Linked DNA regions of Mus musculus: region 1 is linked to region 2. The links are chromatin contacts, called in public HiChIP or PLAC-seq maps. All regions are on one chromosome and are shown on one strand. Each heading gives the region's core, a stretch centred on a gene start, on an enhancer-like site or on the middle of the called end of the contact. The rest is flanking DNA. Distances are from core to core; before and after follow the strand shown. Region 1 has its middle 68 kb from the start of Gm30459. Region 2 overlaps Slco3a1 (solute carrier organic anion transporter family, member 3a1).

The links. HiChIP or PLAC-seq counts read pairs in DNA pulled down with a chosen protein or histone mark.
Region 1: a contact with region 2 is called in a CTCF HiChIP or PLAC-seq map of CD8 T cells, with 13 read pairs. The contact joins two enhancer-like sites. A contact is called at or near these places in 1 of 15 datasets of contacts at CTCF or cohesin (CD8 T cells), 3 of 484 Hi-C or Micro-C datasets (Th1 cells, conventional dendritic cells and macrophages), 4 of 115 datasets of contacts at active chromatin or transcription factors (CD8 T cells, effector CD8 T cells, memory CD8 T cells and 1 more) and 1 of 9 other capture datasets (adipose tissue).

Annotation. Positions count from the first base shown.
Region 1 is chr7:74,696,438-74,699,927 of GRCm38.p6, forward strand. It overlaps the pseudogene Gm7726. Among named protein-coding and RNA genes, the nearest start is that of Gm30459, 68 kb to the right of the region's middle. Within about 2 kb of position 1,729, at least 26 of the 459 cell types and tissues checked have an H3K27ac peak or open chromatin away from gene starts, as enhancers often do. A contact at or near this core is called in CD8 T cells, Th1 cells, effector CD8 T cells and 2 more, where this site is marked.
Region 2 is chr7:74,493,524-74,497,158 of GRCm38.p6, forward strand. All of the region lies in intron 2 of Slco3a1 (solute carrier organic anion transporter family, member 3a1), which reads right to left. Among named protein-coding and RNA genes, the nearest start is that of Slco3a1, 59 kb to the right of the region's middle. Within about 2 kb of position 1,813, at least 38 of the 459 cell types and tissues checked have an H3K27ac peak or open chromatin away from gene starts, as enhancers often do. A contact at or near this core is called in CD8 T cells, Th1 cells, effector CD8 T cells and 2 more, where this site is marked.

The sequences.
Region 1 (3,490 bases), core at 479-2,978, 200 kb after region 2:
GCATGCAGGCAGATGTGATGCTAGAGAAGGAGCCTCGAGCTCTGCATATGAATCATCAGGCAGCAGAAAGAGAAACCCTGGGTTTGGATTCAAAGGCAACCTCTAGTAACAGACTTGCTCTAACAAGGCCACACCTTCTAATACAGCTACTCCCTATAAGCCTATGGTGCTCCTTTTTATTGGAACAACCACATTGGGGGACAATTTAAGAATGGCCACTATTTATACGCACTTTTCGAAACCTATTACTGACAGGCTTTTAAGTATTTGAAATGGCAGAAAAGTAACAACAAGCCCTCTTGCCGAAGCCCTCATTCACTCTGTGACTCTCAAGGCTGTGAACAATGTTTAGGATGATTTAGCACCAACATGCACTTCCATAGTTCACTGTGAGCGTCTGTTCCTTTGCCTTGCAGTCGCCACTTGCCAGTCTGAGAGCTCTGTGAAAACAGGAAGAAATAACAGGTCATAAAACCACAATTGGAAATTATGACAATTATGACAATCCTGACCAGTCTTTTACCTCTTGGGACAAGGTATAGAACAGTTGTTCCCACCTGGCTGACCGTCAGTTATATTTTCTCTCCTCTACAAAGTTGGTTCCTTTTGACTTTTATACTTTCTCCCATCTCTTCAGCTGCTCTCCAGACTCGACACAGTCACTCTTGCTAGGATCTGCTCTCACCGATACAGGCTGCAGTATGAGCTGTGACCTCTGATATGACAAGAGCAATCTCATGCACGTAAACCTGTGAATTCTTTTGGAACTTTGTGCCCCTCTTTCACATCCAACTTCCCTTTAGCAGTACAACTTGGATAAGCTATTTAAACACAGTACTTCTGTTATAGTGTAATATTGGAATACCAGCTATGCTCCTATCATTGGGTTTTTCTGGGAAGCTTCCATATTAATACATATAAAGAAACTAGAAAAGGGTCTACTGTATACTTCGAAGGCTCCAAAAATAGTGGAAGCTACCATAGCAACCATCCTAATCACCATCGTTTTTTTCTTCTAGTTTACTCTGTGACTTGACATTACTGGCCAGGAGCAATGAAATAACACAGAGCAAAGCAATGAACAACTGGAACAAAGGTTGAGAAAAATATAGACTGGGTGAACCTGAAATATAGTCAGTCCAGGAAGATAAAGAGCTAATTAACTCCAGAGAATGGGCTGCATACAACACCTACCAAAGCACCAATTGTGTTCTTAAATGGTGCCTTGTCTTAGCACGTTTGCCCTTTGCAAGATGCATTGTATGCGTACACTTTCTTAGAGACCAAATTTTCTGTTCCTATAAAACGTGATGGCAGCAGTCATGGCCCTAACTCAGACAGAAACAATCAGTGTGGACCCTCTTCTTAAATCGGAGCTGTGCGGCCAACAGTGATTAGAAAAAGAGCACAGACACTGTCAGAATAATGAATTTAAGCAAAAGGGAAACCTCAAGATGAGGAAGATTATCGAGGTGCAGAGGCTGAGCTGTGTGAAAAAATGAAAGAGAAAGAAAGAGAGGAAGGGGGAGGGGGAGGGGGAGAGGGAAAGGGACAAGGGACAGGGAGGGGAAGGAGATCTCATTCACTGATAATGGGAGAAATAACTTGCTGATGTCTAATGTGGTGTGGGGAGCAGACAGAAACAATGGATGTTTAGGTGAGAGCTGAACATTTCAAGGTCATTTGTGGGTCTATGACAGAAGGAGACCATGACTCTCTTCAAGCTCAAACAGGAAGAAAAAGAAACCAAGCTACAGATCAGGCAGAGAGATTAATATAGAGAATCAAATGGCAGTGTTAGAGCCAAATGGAGGGTTGAAAATGAACAGTGTGATGGAAAATTATGCTAGGAAGCCACTCCTCAATCCTAAGCTTAGGTGCTTTGGGGATCAAGGTGGATGAAGAAAGAAATGGTGAGGGCTGCAGAGACAGCTCAGCAGTTAAGAGCATCTACTGCTCTTATAGTGGACCCAGGTTCAGTTCCAGGACCCACATCATGTAACTGCGTGATAACTAGAGTTTCAGAGGATCTAATGCTCTCTTCTAGACTCAGGGCACTTACATATATAGGGCAAGTATGCATACATACACACACACACACACACACACACACACACACACACACTCATGCACACACACACACACACACACATATAAATATACATACTCAGGCACACACATATTAATAAAATAAATAAATATATTTTTTAACTTTTTGTTCTTTTTTATTATTTTCTTTTATTACATTTCAAATGTTATCCCCTTTCCTAGTTTCCCCTCCGAATATTTCCTATCCCCTCCCCCGTCCCCCTGCTCACCAACCCACCCACTTTTGCTTCCTGGCCCTGGCATTCCCCTATATTAGGGCATAGAACTTTCACAGGACCAAGGGCCTCCCCTCCCATTGGTGAATGACTAGGCCATCTTCTGCTACTTATGCAGCTGGAGCCCTGAGTCCCACCATGTGATTTCTTTGATTGGTGGTTTAGTCTCAGGGAGTTCTGGGGGTACTGGTTAGTTCATATTGTTGTTTCTCCTTTGGGGCTGCAAACCCCTTCAGCTCCTTGGGTTCTTTCTCTAGCACCTTCACTGGGGACCCTGTGCTCTGTCCAGTGGATAACTGTGTATTTGCCAGGCACTGGCAGAGCCTCTCAGGAGACAGCTACATCAGGCTCCTTTCAGCAAGCTCTTGTTGGCATCTGCAATAGTGTCTGAGTTTGGTGATTGTTTATAGGATGGATCCCCAGGTGGGGCAGTCTCTGGATGGTCATGCCTTCAGTCTCTGCTCCAAACTTTATCTCTGTAACTCCTTACATGGGTATTTTGTTCCCCCTTCTAAGAAGGATCGAAGTATCCACAGTTTGGACTTCCTTCTTCTTGAGTTTCATGTGTTTTGCAAATTGTATCTTGGGTATCCACTTATCAGTGAGTGCATATCATGTGTGTTCTTTTGTGATTGGGTTACCTCACTTAGGATGATATCCTCTAGATCCATCCCATTTGTCTAAGAATTTCATAAATTAATTGGTTTTAATAGCTGCATAGTACTCCATTGTGTAAATGTACCATATTTTCTGTATCCATTCCTCTGTTGAGGGACATCTGGGTTCTTTCCAGCTTCTGGCTATTATAAATAAGACTGCTATGAACATAGTGGAGCATGTGTCCTTCTTAACAGTTGGATCATCTTCTGGGTATATGCCCAGGAGTGATATTGCTGGATCTTCTGGTAGTACTATGTCCAATTTTCTGAGGCACTGCCAAATTGATTTCCAGAGTGGTTGTACCAGGCACATACATATTTATAAAATAAATAAATATATCTTTAAAGAACAAAAAAGTGACTTATTCACTGCCAACTATCTTCACTGCATGTCCTTTTGCTGCTCCATTGCCTGGTCCTATGCTGATTTCAATGGAAGAAGTCACTGTGGTCATCAGTGACAATGACTCTGCCATGTGCAAAGCTGATTTTGCTGAAAAACATGCC
Region 2 (3,635 bases), core at 563-3,062:
CTCACTGTGCTAATGAGACTTCTTACTGGGAATTCAAATTCCCTTTGTAAACTCCATTAGCAACCTATAAAGCAGGTGGGCAAATGTGAACCTTTCATAGGGAAGCGAAGTCTTGTCTAGAAAGGGAAGCAGGGAGAAACCACAGCCATGCATATTGTATTCTCAGAGCATCAGAGAGATGGATTGGCAGCTCTCTTTGGAGATAAGCCAGAAAGAACCAAACTCACACATATATTTTTTCTGTCTCTGTCTCTGTCTCTCTCCTTCTCTCTCTTACACACACACACACACACACACACACACACACACACACACACACACACATACACACACACACACACACACACACAGAGAGACTTCTGAAATAGGATACTATGGTATAAAACCATTTTTATCTGCAGAGGAATTTTCTTGAATGGAGCAACTATTCTCACTAAAATTTTGCCAAAATGTCAGTCCAGTTCAATTGTTTCCCCAGATGACTACTTGGGTCCCTCATGACTCGGTCTTTGATTTGCAAAGTCTCAAGAGAATATCTTTTAGTAAGAACACATGGAAACTTTTGACTCCCAGAGTTCAAATTCTATTAATGATTCCAATGCATTTTTAAAATGTTTTCCCCTTAAAACAGCATTAACAGAGTTTTGATCTTATCTGTGTACTAGTTCAAACCAGCACAGAGAATTGCTGAATATTACCCAAAATATCCATAGCTAGGCTAAAAGAAGGGATGGAAAATTTCAGCTCTACAAGAATTTCTTGCAAGAAGTGGTGAGATGAGGGGGGCACAGGAAGAGAGCAGACAGGTGTCACCAAGTCCACTGGGAACACATTCTGATTTCCCATCCATTTCACCTAAGTTGTTAGGACAGCAACTCTCCAGGGAGCCGTTCAAATTGAGACCCCCAAACTGAGTAATAGTCAGCCCATCTCAGCACAATCTAGTCATATCTAGATTGTGTTCTTGCTCCTTCGCCTGCTTGCTGCGTGAGACTGAGTAACTGCTAGATCCTTGGACTTCCATTCACAGCTACGACTGAATCATTGTTGGGAATTGGGCTGCCGACTGTAAGTCATCAATAAATTCCTTTACTATCTAGAGACTATCCATAAGTTCTGTGATTCTAGAGAACCCTGACTAATACAGAAGTATTCTAATACTAGAATCAGCACATATCTAGTCCACTCCATATTGTCTAACACCAAGGTCAACCCAACCTAAGCACATTTTGGGACTTTAATCATTTGGGGGTCATAAGCCTAGCTAAGATGCAGGTATTAGTTTTGCTTTAAAGAGCATACATACATCTCAGTCTCTATATAAATTTAGAAGGGCAAGAATCACCCTAGCTACACTAAGCACATCACAGAACCTTCAGCTTGAAGAAGCCCTGTAAAGTAACCTCATTGAGTCCTGGCATTTGTAAGGCAAATTGCAGGATTCCAACTATAAAGATGATACTTAAGTTTTTATGAGTGTCCATTAACTAACTAAGACTTTGATATCTGCAGACTGCATCTGTGGTGTGGACTAAAATAAGCTTGCCGGCGCAAGTGCTCTCTCTCTCTCTCTCTCTCTCTCTCTCTCTCTCTCTCTCACACACACACACACACACACACACACACACACACACACCGACCGCATTCATATACACATACCACTTGGCAGAAGTGAAATGGCATCGCTGAGCTGGATGGAAGATATTCATTTAGCTGATTCATTTCTGACAATATGAAGTCATTAGAGGGAGTTAAGGCAGCTTTGGCAACTGCAAGCATTAAAGAGAACAGGGTTGGTTATGTTTCCCATTCAATAAACGGGGCCATTGACTAAGCTGTATGTACTCACCGCTCTCTGCCTACAGAAGTGATTTGCTATTAAACACATACTGCTCTTGTCAAAAGCCTGACAATGGGTTATTTTTGCATGCTTGAGTTTGGAGGGATAGAGACAAGGGGTGGGGCATCCCTCTTGACCTCTGGTCCCTAACCTGCAACTTAAATGACTATGAAATGATAAAAGCAAGCACTAAGCCAAAACCTTCAGCCTCGCACTTGTTCTTTTATGTGTTGAGTCAGGAGCTCTGCAGAGTATGATGATGCATATCTTGGTGCTGTGAAAAAGCCAGCACTTCCTTCAGAGGCCAACCACATCCCAGGAGTTCAGCGCTAGTTAAGGTTTGAATATAAAGTACCATGCCTAGTCTCACCCACAGGATGTAGTCCCTAGTAGATGACACTTGACAAGGGGAAGTCCTGAACCTTAGAAGGTAAGGCTGAGTTGGACCAACAAGATCACTGGGGCAGCTGAAGGCTAAGCCTGTTTTCCAGTTCTTGTTGCATTCTCTGTTCCTTGCCCTCTTTGGTGTAAAGAGCCCCCTCTTTCTATGCCATAATGTCCTGATTCATCATGAGCCAGAACCTAGAGCCAAAGACCATAAACTAAAATCTCTGAGCCAAGAGACAACCTTCCTCCTGTAAGTTGGTTTTCTCTGGCCTATGGTCACAGCATTAATAAAACTAACCATTATATTCATCTTTCAAGGTGTCTGGTTGACTCTCAAGAGGGAAGCAATGCAACCCAAGTCCTACATGACATAAAAGTGTTTGGGTCTAAAAGAGGTGGGATCTTGCCTATAACTGCAAGTGCTGAGAAGGATAATTTACATAACCAAATAAGCAGGATTTCGAGGGTTGGACACCAGCTTCAAGCACAGCCTGGAACAGCCTCCTGCCCTCTGATTCTCCAGGTTGACTCTCTCTGTCACTGTAGTCATTTCCTCTGTGTGTGGCAGCCAAGATGGACATCGGACTCCTTGTGCATTCTGGGTTCTTACCCAGAATGTTCTAGAAAGAAGGTGACTGGTGTTTGTCTGAATCCAGAGTAGTTTCTGATTGACCTACTCATTGGGCCAATCACTGTAGACCATGGCTTTTCTCTATGTCATAATTGGCTATCCCTAGACCATATGGCCATTCCTGTAGCTCACAAAAACCACCTGATATAGGAAGGCTATTCTTCAGTATGAAAACGAGATGCTGGACAGACAGACTCCAGCAAGTGTCTATACTATTCTTCCAATACTCGTTAGCAATGGAGGATGGTTAACCCAAGTCACAGAGACAATACCACCAAACAGCATTGCTTTCTACACAGAAAACCCTTCATACCATCTCTTCTTACAGAATGCTTTTGAGGGGTGAAAAGAACACAAAGAAAGTCAATGTTGTTCTTAGAAAAAGCAAATAGAATAGAAGTAAACTAGATGAAAAAACACACCTGTTATGGAAGGAGATCTTAAATAGTCTTTTATTTGAGAACAATACTTGTGCTACAGTTAAGGAAAGATAATAGGCCTGTATTCATCAGCCAGGTGCAGCAAAATGGGCTGTGGTGAAGCCAGTCTTTGATATTCTGGTGGAAGGAAACTGCTTTTGCAAGAATCTATACCTCGACCTCTCCAGTCTTCTCTCTTCTCTATCACCCACTTCCTTGCTATGTCTGAATGTCTCTTTGCAAAGATGCAGTCATCCACACAGTAGACATGTATGCCCAACCAATCCAAATTGTATTCCTTGAACATTCCAATGTTTCCTTTAGGGAACTGTAGAACTTTACTTTATTTATTACTTTA